Regions from separate parts of the Sus scrofa genome. Here region 1 is linked to region 2. A link is a contact called in public Hi-C data. All regions are on one chromosome and are shown on one strand. Each heading gives the region's core, a stretch centred on a gene start, on an enhancer-like site or on the middle of the called end of the contact. The rest is flanking DNA. Distances are from core to core; before and after follow the strand shown.

Evidence for each region. A called contact is a pair of places that touch in the nucleus more often than the background predicts.
Region 1: a Hi-C map of liver shows a contact between it and region 2, with 3 times the contacts expected there. The contact joins the promoter of PCF11 here to the enhancer-like site in region 2. A contact is called at or near these places in 3 of 47 Hi-C or Micro-C datasets (embryonic fibroblasts, heart right ventricle and liver) and 1 of 2 datasets of contacts at active chromatin or transcription factors (skeletal muscle).

Annotation. Positions count from the first base shown.
Region 1 is chr9:17,294,433-17,301,967 of Sscrofa11.1, reverse strand. It overlaps PCF11 (pre-mRNA cleavage complex 2 protein Pcf11), which reads right to left and starts at 4,099. Exons shown (of 16, transcript XM_021062577.1): 1 at 3,601-4,099. The coding sequence starts at 3,792.
Region 2 is chr9:17,167,083-17,173,636 of Sscrofa11.1, reverse strand. The region is part of intron 1 of RAB30 (ras-related protein Rab-30); the gene reads left to right. Among named protein-coding and RNA genes, the nearest start is that of PRCP, 36 kb to the right of the region's middle. Within about 2 kb of position 1,921, at least 35 of the 83 cell types and tissues checked have an H3K27ac peak or open chromatin away from gene starts, as enhancers often do. A contact at or near this core is called in liver and skeletal muscle, where this site is marked.

The sequences.
Region 1 (7,535 bases), core at 2,850-5,349, 130 kb before region 2:
TTAACCTAAATACAGACCTCTATTTTGTTGATATACTTTTGAATATTAACCTTTATGAAACGTAAGTGTTCAAGTTCTCACCTCTTAGAATGACCTTTAGAGTAAATTAAGGTCAGAACTATTAGAAAGAAAAACCAGTCTCCAATACATTCATTTAACACTCAATGGAATTTCAGATTCCTATGGTTAAATAAAACAAAACCAAACTTTTTTTAAGTGACCAAAAAAGGGAGAGGGTATTTTCTGTAATCTAAGTGTAAGCATTGTGACTCACATTAACTTAAGATAATGTACCTAGATTCAATGAAACAAAAGTTTTTAGACTTCTGAAAGAAATCCTAATTTCCATAGGCATACTTTATATGTTAAAGTCTATGAAGCTTTTGTTACCTGCAAAATCATTAGGATTACTTCTCTATAATCCAATGAATAAAGAAGCTAAATACACTTCGCATATGAAGTTAATGGCAAAAAAAATTTTAAACTTGCACATGAACATGCAGGAAGGTGCAAGTTGTTACTGATACAAGAAAAACTGGATGGAGCAGCCGCTGAGTCATGTAAGTCAGGTTGAACTTGACTCTGGAAACCAGGATTTGTCCTGAAGATTTTCTTCACAGCACAGACTCCGTCGAAATTTTTCCTCTGACACGCACAAACCAGGGGTTCTAAATTTGTGCAGAGCCAGTGTGATGATGCCGATACAGGTGGCCCTTTCCAAAGCAAAGCAATGTTGCCCCAGCTCAACTGTAATGCCTATCCATCTCTGGCTTTTAGAAAGCACAGCAAGTTTCCAGAAAGCATCAGCAGGTTCACAGACTTGTTGAGAAGCATTAAGACACACCATATAAACTGTTAACTCCCATTCCACAGGAGCACTCACGATTTAAAAACAAAAACAAAATTAGCCCCATTTACCCTCCCCATGTGTATAGGAAACTTAACCCTGAACAACTCTTACCCATAGCTACCTGTAGCTAGGGTAAGCACACAGTTCTGCAGTACACAATGCCGTATTTCACAAAATCAATTGCCCATACAAGTGTGTGGAAGTGCTCTTGCTTCTGATAACACCTTTACAACCAAAGTTGACTACGGAAACCTTTGAATAACTTTGTATGAAAATTTTCTTCCACGGTACTATCAATAAAAGGGTTTCACAAGGCCATTGCATGTGGGTAAACTATTAAGTACCAACATGTTAACTACTTTATTGCTGTGTCTTTATCTTACCATGTCATGTTTTATATCATTTTAGTCATTGTTGTACTTATGCAGATAAACAGGATCTCTTTAAAACCAAAATCTGTTCAGCAGCCTAACTTTTTATTGTACAAGTGAATCCTTATATGTAATATTTTTTCCCTACTACTGCCTCATGGGAGGAGTCAAATTAAGTGTGAATTCCTAAGTTTAGTAATGCTGAGACGCTAGAGAATAAGGACACAAACATTCACCTCCAGAAACACAAAACCAAGCCAGTTTGCTACCAAAGGACAGAAAATCCCTCCCCTCACCCTCAAGCCCAACCCTGATTATTTCCCCCAGTGACTTTTACATCTTTTCCTCAATCTGGCTTTACAAAAATAACCAGGAAACGTGTGCCAAAATAATTTCAGCTGTCTTTCATCAGCAAATAGTCCATCTATTTTCACCACTCTGTGTAGCCATACACAATACAAATTTTAATGTGGTCACTATATTCAGCATTTAGTTTTCACTTCTCAGAAGATCTTCTGGATCCATTAAAAATCAGCAAGGAAACGGTTCTTTGAGTGACAACCTGATCTGCTAAATATTAGTCTCTGTGGAAGATTAGTAATCTCAAAAATGCTAGGTAGGATTTTAAAAATCAATGTTTTCTTCTAAAAAAGTGAAATTTGGTTTTTTTAAAAAGCCATTTAATGTTAAGCCTTCAACAAGGCAAACACTAAGTTTTCATGTCCAACATGTTTGTGGTATAAAAACGATGTTGAGTATAAGGAATGCTTCCTTTTTAAATCTCGTATTTTAAAAAAATAGCTGTTTCAAACAGACATTCAGGGAAAGGTGAATAAGGACTTGTATTTTAGCTGTCAGACTGAGCATGACAAACTTGCTGGGCCTTTAAAAAAAAAGAAAAAGAAAAAAAAAAACTTCACTTTTTGTCCTCTTTAAGGAATGAAAGGACCACCTGAGACCGTGTATCTTGTGAACAGATTTACCCAAAACAGTGGATGGAACCTAAAGAATGAACCCAAGTCACTTAAAGACTTTGTTTAAAACACACAACCACGTAGATAAAAATAAATCTTGGAAACAAATCTACACCTTACAAAGGTAAATAAAAAAGACAAATACATATTTTATATGTTTTATTCACAAATTTTATAATACCAGTCACACATTTCAAAACCATTTATTAAAGTCAGACCACTCAGTTTTACACTAGACAGAAACCGCCTCTAAACAATATATTGGTGGTTGTTGTTAAAGTGGCCTTTTAAAAGGGGTTCACTCTGCTAAAAGGAGGCTCATCCTGATCATTTCAATCACTAACAACTAGAAAAAAAAAACTAAACCATAAGTACAAGCTTGAAAAATAACTTAAAACGTAGTACTGGGAAGCTATTAAAACTCATTATGATAACTAAGTTTAACAGTAACTTAAATGACATATCGCTCCCACATGAATCCACAGAAGAGGAGGACTACAGGGAAATATAGGGTGGCAGAGGACCACTGCTGTCAAGGGGTGAGGCAAAGCACGTCTTCACTCAGGGAAGGGAGGAAAAAAAGAGAAAAGGAAGAGGAGGAGGGACTGAACTTTTCAAAAAAAAACCTACAAGTACTTGTTACCCAGTGGGCCGGTTCTCCACCTACAGGTTGGGTAAGATCTCCTCCCCACCCCCACCCCCACGCCCCACCCTCAACCCCAATTTCCCGTATTTGGGGGCAAATGAGACCCTCCGACAGGAGAATACTAGTTATACCTAGCCGCCCCCACCCCAAAACGGGGCTGACGGGTGTGAGCAGCTGCCTGGCTGGCAGGGAATGGATTCTCCTCTCTTCCCTTTCGCATCATGTGCTTTTCAGGCGCCATGTTGGGCTCCTAACAGGCGGCTGCTCCACTCGGGGCCAGTGCCCTATTCCCACCCGCCAACAGCTCGCTCCCAGGTCCCCCTTCACCTCCTTCCAACCCACAGACACAATTACCCAAAAGGGTACGGGGGCGGGGGGCACGGAGGAAGATCCACTCCCCACCTTCCCAGGGGGTTAGAAAGGTTTTAACACTTACTTTCCCACATCGCAAACTGCCTTTTAAGCCTCCCCCCTCCCCAAACGGCTCTACTTAAAGCGTGTGCCTCGGGACAGACGGTGCGGTGGCCTAAATAGGGAGCTGGTAAGCGGAAGTGGAACTCCACCCTTTATCCTCCCCACTCCCTCCCTTCAAGCGAGGCCCACGCTCGAAGCCTGGGCCAAAGACCGAACCTGAGTTGGGGGGGGGGGTTGGAGAGGAGGAACACTGTCCCCCTTTGGACGGAAGCGAGACCTGGGATGAGGCTGACACTAAAATCAGGGAGTATTAGAAGAATAGGAGGCTGCGGGGTGTATAAAAACCTTGGCGGTTTGGGCCTCGATGAGAGAGACGATCTCCTTGGCGAAGGGCAGGTTCTCCTCGGCTAGAATGGTCAGCATATTGATGTGCGGTTTGCTATTGAAGGTCAGGTCTTCGAGTGATGACTGATAATCCCGACAGGCGTCCTCCCGGGCCCCCGCAGTACCGGCCTCGGCCGGCGTCTGCTCTGACATTGCGCCGCGGCCCCCCTCCGAGGCCCGCCGCAGCTGAAGCTGAAGCCGCTCTCGATACCCCGCCTCCCTTCCGACTCCTCTTCCTCTCCCCTGGTCTCTCGCGGCTCCGGCTTCACCACATGCTGACCGCGGAGGGGGGTTGGGGGACGACACAGGGGGAACCTCGGGTATGAAACGCCGCCGTCTCACGGGTGGTCTCCGTCCACTTCCAGCCGCCACAGACGCTTCTTTCTCCACAGACACAAAATGGCGGCGGCAGTGGCGGCTCCAGCTCCGAAAATGTCTGTGTTCCCAACCGCTGCGTCGTGCGAAATGAGCTAGGGGAGGGGAAATGTGCGGTAAAAGGGCGGGGCCGTTGATAAAGCCGGGCGTGATTGGCTAGTCCTGAAACGTCACAAGCCCCGCCCACAGCCCTTCCGCTGAACGTTCTGGCACCGCCTTCTTGTCGGGATCCTACCCGGACTTTCGCAACACTTACGGCTTAGAGGTGGGGTGGAAAAGACTGCCCCTCTCATTGGCGGATTCATAAGGGACTGTTCGGTCATTTGTTACCATAACAACCCACTCAGGGAGGCCAATAGTCCTGAGGGAGGCTGTTCCCGAGGCAAAACCCAACCAGTTTAACAAGAAAGCTCAGCGGCTCCACTTCGACCCTCCCTCTGCAACGTCCTAGCAGCTGAGCTGCTCCGTCAATCATCCTCCCTTCCGCCTGCCGGGCGGCCCCTGAGCGGGGTGGGGGTTGAGCGAGGAGGAGGCTTTTGGCCGGCCCCGCCCCCCCTCTTCGACTCAGGTGCTCCCGAGAGCCTGGGCGGGTCCTGCTGCCGCGGCCCACATACCCGGCCTGGGATTGAGACCTGGAGGGAGGCGCCGGTTTCAACCGGAACCTTGAGAAGGACCACTAGAGTCAGCTTTAATACACTGCTTGCCACTTCCACAAACAAAAACACCTCCGCCAGCTTTCTAGAGTTGAACCCCTAGGAAAATGCCTTTATTTAGAAGGGGTGCGTGTGTGTGTGTGTGTGTGTGTGTGTGTGTAAGGCTTTTCCATAAGGGTTTTCAGGAAATCTTTGGGAAGCCCACTCAGCTCTAGGAAAGGTTGCTCACAACAGCCACACCCACCCCGGAGCGTGATAACTCTTCTCTCTCGATCTTCTGCACCTCGAAACACCCTTAGAATATGCAATTTGGGTCAAATAGGAAGAATTACGTATTTTACTTGTAGGGATCTTTTCCAAGGTTTCTAAAATCCCTTTTTGGAGCTTGGAAATGATGCTCTCAAAACACAAAGCTTTCAAATAGTTCTGCCTTGAAGCTGCAACATAAAACATTAAACTAAAAAGGTATTTTTCTCATTGAGATAGTAAACTAAATTTAGGCTAAAAAAATTAGATATTAATTACGTAAAATGTGCTTCATTGTCCTTCTTAGGCTACTAGGCTCAGTAGAGATACTTTTTTGTTCCTCAGAAGAAATCGCTCTTAGGAAATAAATGAAGTAATTCCTTTATTTTCCCATAAAAAGTAACATTTTCACTTATTTTTGTTTTGTTTCTGGGTTTTTAGGAGCTTTATTGAAAGTAATTGAGATACGATAAACTGCACATATTTAAAGTGTACAAGATTTTGTTCACATTTATTTTTCATTTATTCTTAATGTGATACCACATATGAATGAGAGGTAAAGCCTGGGGAGAAGAACTTGTCTTTTGTTATTTGAGGCTAAGAAATATTGTTGTATAGGTACTTACGGATCTCAATTTCATGCCATTGTTAGTGATGATACGTAGATATTATAGACACATTTTAAATTAAGCAACTGTCCAAGTTCATGTTTTCTGAAAGGAAATGCCCGCTGTAAAATAGTCCTTGTGGTAGTTTTCCTTGTAATTTTACTTTTTTATTTATTTATTTTTTTTGTCTTTTTTTGTCTGTTGTTGTTGTTGTTGCTATTTCTTGGGCCGCTCCCGCGGCATATGGAGGTTCCCAGGCTAGGGGTTGAATCGGAGCTGTAGCCACCGACCTACGCCAGAGCCACAGCAACCTGGGATCCGAGCCGCGTCTGCGGCCTACACCACAGCTCACGGCAACGCCAGATCCTTAACCCACTGAGCAAGGAAGGGCAGGGACCGAACCCGCAACCTCATGGTTCCTAGTCGGATTCGTTAACCACTGCGCCACGAACGGGAACTCCTTTTTTTGTTTTGTTTTGTTTTGTTTTGTTTTGTTTTTGTTTCCTTGTAATTTTATTTACTTTTATTTTTATTTATTTTTGTCTTTTTAGGGCCGCACAGGCAGCATATGGGGTTCCCTGGCTAGGGGTCGAATTGGAGCTGTAGCCACTGGCCTGTGCCACAGCCACATCAATGCGGGATCCCAGCTGCCTTTGGGACCTACACCACAGCTAACCACAACTGGCATCCTTAACCCACTGAGCAAGGCCAGGGATGGAACCTGCGTCTTCATGGATACTAGTCAGATTGGTTTCAGCTGAGCCATGGTGGGAACTCCCATTCCTTGTAATTTTAAAGATGAATTTAGTTGCTAAATTGTTGCTGAAAATATCTGCTTTGCCTTATTTTTATATCATCCTAACCATCAAGTAAACTTTTGAAAAGTAAATTTTCAAAGCTTTGATTTGGCTTCTATTGTATCCCTCTGAACTACACAGAGAGTAAACAATTTATGCTTAGCATATAAATGAGCAAATCTAAGTGCCCACAAAAGATTCAAAAAAGCGAAGTAGCAATTGTATTTGAACTGCGCTATATTACAAGAATACTTTTACTTTACATCCTCAGGAGAGAAAACAAACTAGATTATCAGTATTGTTAAATACACAAATGAATGCACAAAGCTTCTCCCATTATAGTTTCAATGCCAGTTCTTTCAACAGAATATGCAACAAATACACTATGCACCAACATTAAACATCTCCATGCCAAGTTCAGTGGTGACCATAACAAGCCCTTAGAGTGGCCTTTATAAAATGTATTGCCAAATTATAATCTCATGGAATAATATAAAAAAGTATTATTACACCTGACCAAAAAACAGTGCACATCCCAGAGATATTTTTAAAAATCAAGCCCACTGGTTAATATGTTTAGTTTGGGGTGTTTTTTGTTGTTGTTTTGTTTGTTTTCTTGAGGAAAATAACTATACTCTTCCCTTGGTTCATAAGAGTGTTTACAAGAGGACTTACTTCCCCCTGCAAAAACAAACAAACAAAAAACCTTTGTTTTAGGCAATCAGGTGTCTTATTGATGTAAATGTTTGATGGTATCAGAAGGGCTAAAATACAAAATTACAAAAGTAATGCATGCTTATTCTTAAGAATTCAAATACATATATAAATAAAAAATGAAAGTTCCCATTCTCTGCCCCTGGCCATAACCGCTTTCACAGTTTATTATGTATTATTCCATGTCTTTTTCAACAAACACACACACAAACACGATGTGTACAGCTTTTTATTTTTGATTTTTAGAAAAAGGGGATCACTATATAGAGTTTATTACTTGCTTTTTTTTTTTTTTTTTTACTGTTAAGGGTCTTTTGTTAATATTCATCACATCAGAGATGTCTCTTTCTGGGAAGTTTGTTTATTACTTGCTTTTTAAACTCAAGGTACAGTGGACATCCTTTCATGAGCAGATCTAAAGCTATATAATTCAAAGCATTTGTTTTTAAAGTGTGTGGCTTAGAAAGCTAGATATCAAGAATAAAACGATTCTTAAAAAAGAA
Region 2 (6,554 bases), core at 672-3,171:
AGTATAAGTTATTACAAGACTTTTTTTTTTTGGTCTTTTTAGGGCCACACTGGTACCATAGGGAGGCTCCCAGGCTAGGGGTTAAATTGGAGCTGTAGCTGCTGGCCTACACCACAGCCACAGCAACGTGAGATCTGAGCTGCATCTGTGACCTACACCACAGCTCATAGCAATGCCAGATCCTTAACCCACTGAGCAAGGCCAGCGTCAAGCCTGCATCCTCATGGATGCTAGTCAGGTTTGTTTCTGCTGAGCCATGATGGGAATTCCATAAGATGTTAAATATAGTTCCCTGTGCTGTACGGAGGTTCTTGTTATTTTTCAGTTATATATATAGTAATGTGTATATGTTAACGCTAAACTAGTTTATCTCTACCCCCCGACTTTTTATTATGGAAAATTTCAAAGATTTACACAAGTCAAGAGGGTAGTGCAATCAGCTCCCATGTTCTATCACCCAGGTTCACCATGATTGCTTCATGGACACTTTCCTTTCATCTGTATCCCCTCCCCGTCCCCCAGATTATGTTAAAGCAAATATTAGACATTCCTCTATTATGCTTTCCAGAGACTAAGCCCCCAGAGTTCTGTCAGTGAGGAGGGGGAACCTTGAACTCTCACTTCTTTTCGAGCAGCTTTCACTGTTGTCCTTATTTTAGCATCTTATACCCTTTACTCTTTGAATACCTGGCGCCGCCAGTCCTGGGCTTGGTAAGGATTCTGTGGTTTAAATCAGTCGAATTCTCAGCTTTCCCTGCATCTGGTTTAGGATTCAGATTTCTAGAGTCTGCTGAGTCTGTTACTACTTAGTCATCTCCTTCTCAAATTTGACACCATCACCTTCTCCCCTCTTTCTCTGTCCGGAACGGTTTTGTTATTAAGAGAAAAGCAGGGGATGTGGGGTTCTCTTGTGGCACAGCAGGTTAAGGATCTGGCGTTGTCACTGCAATAGCCTGGGTTTGATCCCTGGCCTGGGTACTTCCACATGCCACAAGTGCATCAAAAAAAAAAAAAAAAAAAAAAAAAAAAAGAAGAAGAGAAAGAAAGAAAAAGAAAAAAAGCAGGGGAGTTCCCACTGTGGCTTAATGGGGTGGGCGGCGTCTCCACAGCACTAGAACGAAGGCTGGATCCACACAGTAGGTTAAAAGGATCTGGCCTGGTAACTCCATTTGCTGTGGGGTGGCCAAAAAAGAAAAAAAGATAGAAAAAGCAGTAGTCGGTGAAATTAGATGCAGCTGTGCAGTATACCACCTTCTTGCGAAGATCAGCTGCTCTTTCTCTTTCTTTCAGTTTTGGTCTGCCCAACCCTATTCTTCTCAAACCCAGAACCCACTTATTTATGTACAGATGATTGACTTATTTGCCTGGAAAACTCCTCTCCAATCTTGTGAGAATTAAGAGGAATCAACATGTTTTAACATGTCTCTCTTCTGACCTTAATCCCAGGCAAAATTAAGGAGTCCCCGTGTTTGTGCCTTGCTAACATTTTGCATGCACCTCTCCTTCTAGCATTGTTTGCCTGCACTCTGTGCTGCATTGCAGTTTGTTTACCTGTCTCTCTTCTGTATTGCCCTGGGAAGGACTTGTGAGTAGGACTATGGTTTGTTTTCCTCTGTACCATGAGCACAGTGCCTTGCTCCTGGCAAACACTTGTGAACCCCCACATTGGGTAATTGAACGCTATGCTTCCAGGGTGGGGACAAGCCAACAATGTCCCTTTCCTTCTTGCGGGCATGACTGTTTGGTAGATAATTAGGAGCAAAACATGCCTTGTCCGCTTGTTATGCAACGTTGTTCCCTTTGCTTTCAAGTCTGGTTTTTTTTTTTTTTTTCTTTTTCCCCAGTCAGCTGGTTGGAGAGGGCGGGAGGACGCCTCTTAGGGGTGTAAACATCCTACCAAAGAAGGAATAGCCTCACTCAGAGATCCGTTGTTTCCCTCCCTTGATGGAGAGGCTTGTCATCTGTGTCGTGCCTCTCTCTAGAGAAGGAGGGAATTTGTTCTTCTCTTGACAGCTACTTAGTTCTGCAGGGTCTTCCATGGCCTTTTTCTTTTGGACATGATGCCAGGAGAATTTACTAAATTGCCGACTATATAGTTTTTTAAAAATCTACTTTAAGATACTGTATTTAAGAAGTTCTGTTAAAAATGCAAATATATAACTTTGAAAGGGTAACACGACTCGTTCATTTCCTTTTCTTTTGGGCTGCACCTGTAGCATGCCGAAGTTCCCAGGCCAGGGATCGGACCTGAATCACAGCAGTGATCAGGTTGGATCCTTAACCGCTAGGCCACCAGGGAACTTCAACTGGTTGTTTCTTAAAGTATGATCCTCAAGATGCTATAAATATCCTCTGCAGGGTGGGGTGGGTAGGGGGGAGGTAGAGAAATAGAGAACTTGTAGCCAAAGAAATTTGGGATGCTGAATTAAACAAGCTTCAATAGGGTTCCTTCAAGTCCTCTCACAGCCTTGTTACTGTGGGTTGTGAGTCTTCTAGAGGGGTGTGCATAGGCTCAATTTCCTAAATTTATTTTACGTTTCATCTGCGGAGCAGGAGCATTTCAGTCTTGTGTTTTGTCGACCACGTACAACCCTGGAAACAACGCCTCAGCCAGCTTAAGTCCATCCATTTGGAAGGCCACTTCCTCGAAAGCCTTCCCATCTTCCTCCAGAGATATGTGGCCTTTTTCGTCTTTGAATTGTACTGCCTTTATTTGTTTAATTGTCTCCCTACCTCTTTCTTACCACTAGCAGATCATAAATTCCTTGTACATGTTGTGTCACTTCCACTGCATCTGGGATGTTGCCTTGCGCAGAGATGCTCAAGAAATGCTTGCAGTACTGCATTGGTGCCTTCACTGAGTCATCCTCAGAGTTCAAAGAGCCCTGGCAGGAGTGGGAACCCAACACAGGTCTGGAGCTTGGGACCCTCACCACTCAGGGGTCTGGATCAGGGAGAGGGCTCATAGCAAAGACACAGGGCCAGTGTAAGAGCCTGGACTGGAGGACAGAAAAGAAAAGCCAAATTTGGACATGTTGGAATACAGATCAACTGTATGAAAGGCCTGTTGTGTGCCAGACACCCTGGTAAACTTTGAATATTTAAACTTAATCATGACCTTTTGAGGAGGTGTTATTCTTCCCATTTCATAGATGGAGAAATGGAAGTCAGTACCTTTGCCAGGGATACAGAGATGAGTAAAGCCCAGTTTTTTCCCCCAAGAAACCTTTGCTTTATGGAGTAGGTGGTCCTATAAATAAATAATTTCCATCAGTGTATGTGGAGAAGGGGTGGAAGCTGACAAATCCAGGATAGCTTCCAGGAGGAGAGCGATACCTCAGCAGGGTGGGCTAAGAATGCGGCGATGGCAGGGACGGAAAAATTAAAACATGGGGGTGAGAAATTTCATGAGGAATTAATTGTTATTGGAGTAGAAAGTATGAAGTAGGTGAGCAGTGAGGATGGAGAAGTCACCAGGAGGTAAACTGATTGAAGAGCTTTGAACTTGACTTTGAAAACCATGGAAGCCATTGTAGGGTTCCTACAGTAGAAGCTTCTTCTCTTCAGTAGAAGAGCCAGCTTTCCATACCCAGGTGGTGTGTTAGGTAGTATTATTTCCATTTTCTAGACTGGGGACCTGAGGCTCAGAAAGTGACTTGCCCAAAATCACTTAGCTTATCAGAGGTGGAGCAAGGCCACAATTTCAACTCAAATCCATATTGGTCTTTCCACTACTGAGCTGCCTCTCAAAGTAACAATGGCCAACAATTTCATTGAGTTTCGTACAAAAAAAATAATAATACACACACACACACACACACACACACACACACATGTTTTGCTTTTTAGAGCCATACTCTTGGCATATGGAAGTTCCCACGCTAGGGGTTGAATCAGAGCTACAGTTGCCTGCCACAGCCACAGCCACAGCCACGGCAAAACAGAATCCTAGCTGCATCTGCAACCTACACCGCAGCTCACAGCAGCACTGGATCTTTAACCCACTGAGCAGGGCCAGGGACGGAACCCGAATCCTCATGGATACTAGTCAGGTTCGTTACCACTGAGCCATGATGAGAACTCCAAAGGTACTCTTATGCTCACTCTGATTTTTGAATCAGAGAATAGTTTTAAAACTTAATGTGGTCAGAGACTTCAGGTCTTTGGAGCAGGAGCCACCTGTTCTTGCTTGGCCTTGCAGTAAACCTTTCTTTGTCATCCCCTCCATCCCCTTCCCACCCCCAAAAGAGAATAGCTTAATGTGATCAAGAGCTAAATTTACACGGGAGTAGTACTTAGTGCCGTAACGATTCAGGAAGGAGAAATCAGGGAGGACATCATGGGGGAGATGGCATCTGTGTTGCTCTGAAGGAAGATGTAAACTAGAACAGAGAATGAGAAGCCAGGGGAGAGAAGGATGAGGCCGAAAGGGGTGGGGTTGTGCCACCATGTGGTAGAGCAGGAGTAGGTATGGGAAACAGAAGACAAGAGGCCACTTCCTAGCCCAGCCATAGTCGTTTGCTTCCTGAGATAGCTATTTAAAGAGGAAAGAAATAAAATGAGTTCCTGCTGTGGCATGCATCTCTGAAACACTGGGATGCAGATTCGATCACCTGGCCCTGCAGAGTGGGTTAAGGATCTGGCATTGCTGCAGCTGCAGCATAGGTTGTGACTGCAGCTCAGATCTGATCCCTGGCCTGAGAACTCCATATGCCATGGGGTGGCCAAAAAAGAAAAAAGAAAGAAAGAAAGAAAGAAAGAAAAAAAATGATCATGTACCTTCATTTCCATCTTTGCTTTTGCTGAGTATAAACAAAGGACTAAATTTTTTTTTTACTTTTTTTTTTTTTTTTTTTTTTTGTCTTTTTGCCATTTCTTGGGCTGCTCCTGCGGCATATGGAGTTTCCCAGGCTAGGGGTCTAATTGGAGCTGTAGCTGCCAGCCTACACCAGAGCCACAGCAACGCGGGATCCGAGCCGCGTCTGCAACCTACACCACAACGCCGGATCGTTAACCCACTGAGCAAGGGCAGGGATCGAACCCGCAACTTCATGGTTCCTAGTCAGATTCGTTAACCACTGCGCCACGACGGGAACTCCAGGACTAAATTTTTAAAGTATTTTTACTACCTTGTTATAGTCACTAGATAGGTTATTCCCTGCAGTGTTCTCCCTTACTCTGCACTGTGAGTGGTCTCAGTGTCCTAATCCTCTCCTCAAGCCCACTTTGTACATGACTGGGCAACAGTGGAGGCCTCTGCTGCTAGTAGGACCTCAGCCAGATGTTCACACATAAAAGACATTTGAGAGAAAATGCAATAGGAGAATTCTTATGGTGAACAGACCTTGCTCATGAAGAAGGAGCTGTGCATCTGTGTTAACTCTCCCAAGTTGTCCTAAGATTTCTTCTAACTCTATTTGATTATCTTCAGAGCCTGGAGTCGGGATCTATTGCAAATGCTACCCTGTTATATTACAGTCAATGGTGTAGTGGAATGAAGATGCACGTATGGGTCAAAACAGACCTGGGTTGGTGTCCCAGCTCCCTGCCTACCAGTTCCTTTACCTTTTGGCACATTAATAACTGTGTTAAGACCAAGTTTTATAGATCTTTGATCTTAGAATTTACTATCATCTCTGATAATCCTTAGTAGCAAATAAACATCTCTAAGATCTCTTACCTGAAAACACCATCCTGCCCTCCCCCAAATTCCAGCATGTTTTCTCATTTTGTCTCTCAAATGTTACAAAATAAGCGCATTACTTACTTTAAAACTGTCACATTATTTCCCCCTCAAGCCATCTTCTAATTTCCCTGTTCCCTTTTTCAGTGGAACTTTGTCCATAGTTTTGACATTGACTGCTCCCCTCACTCTAATCTCTTCTGTCCTTCCACAGGGACTGTTCTTGTCTGTGTCAGCCAGTGACCTCCATGTGGCCAAGTCAAAGGCCTCTGCTTTGTTTTCATCTTACTCTCTCAGCAGCGTTTCACAAGGCAATCTCTGTTTTCTTTGACACTCAACTTTCCAGGGTCTCTTCCTGCCTCTCTGGTCTCCTTTTCTCCTCAACCTCTAAATGGCGAGGTGCCTCATAATCTGAAAGGCCCCCTTCTCTCCTCTGCTTATTCACCCTCCATAGATGTCCTCTTCTAACCCAGCTTTCTGTAACATCCATTTGCTAATGGCCCTCAAGCCTACAGCTCATCTCAGACTTTCTCTGGAACTCCAGACTCCTAGCCAGATAGATGTCTAAGAGACATTGCAAATTTAACGTGGTTGAAAGAGAACTCTTTAGTCTCTACCGCAAACTTCTCCTTTCAGTTTTCCTCACCTCGGTAGGCGGTGTAGTACTCCCCACAAGTGCTCAAGCCAAAATCTCTACACATAACTTTTTTTTAGGTTTTTATTTTTCCTATTATACATTGTTTTGTCAATTTCTGCTGTACAGCAAAGTGACCCAGTCATACATACATATAAATATATATATATATTCTTTTTCTCACATTATCCTCCATCATGTTCCATCACAAGTGATTAGATATAGCTCCCTGTGCTG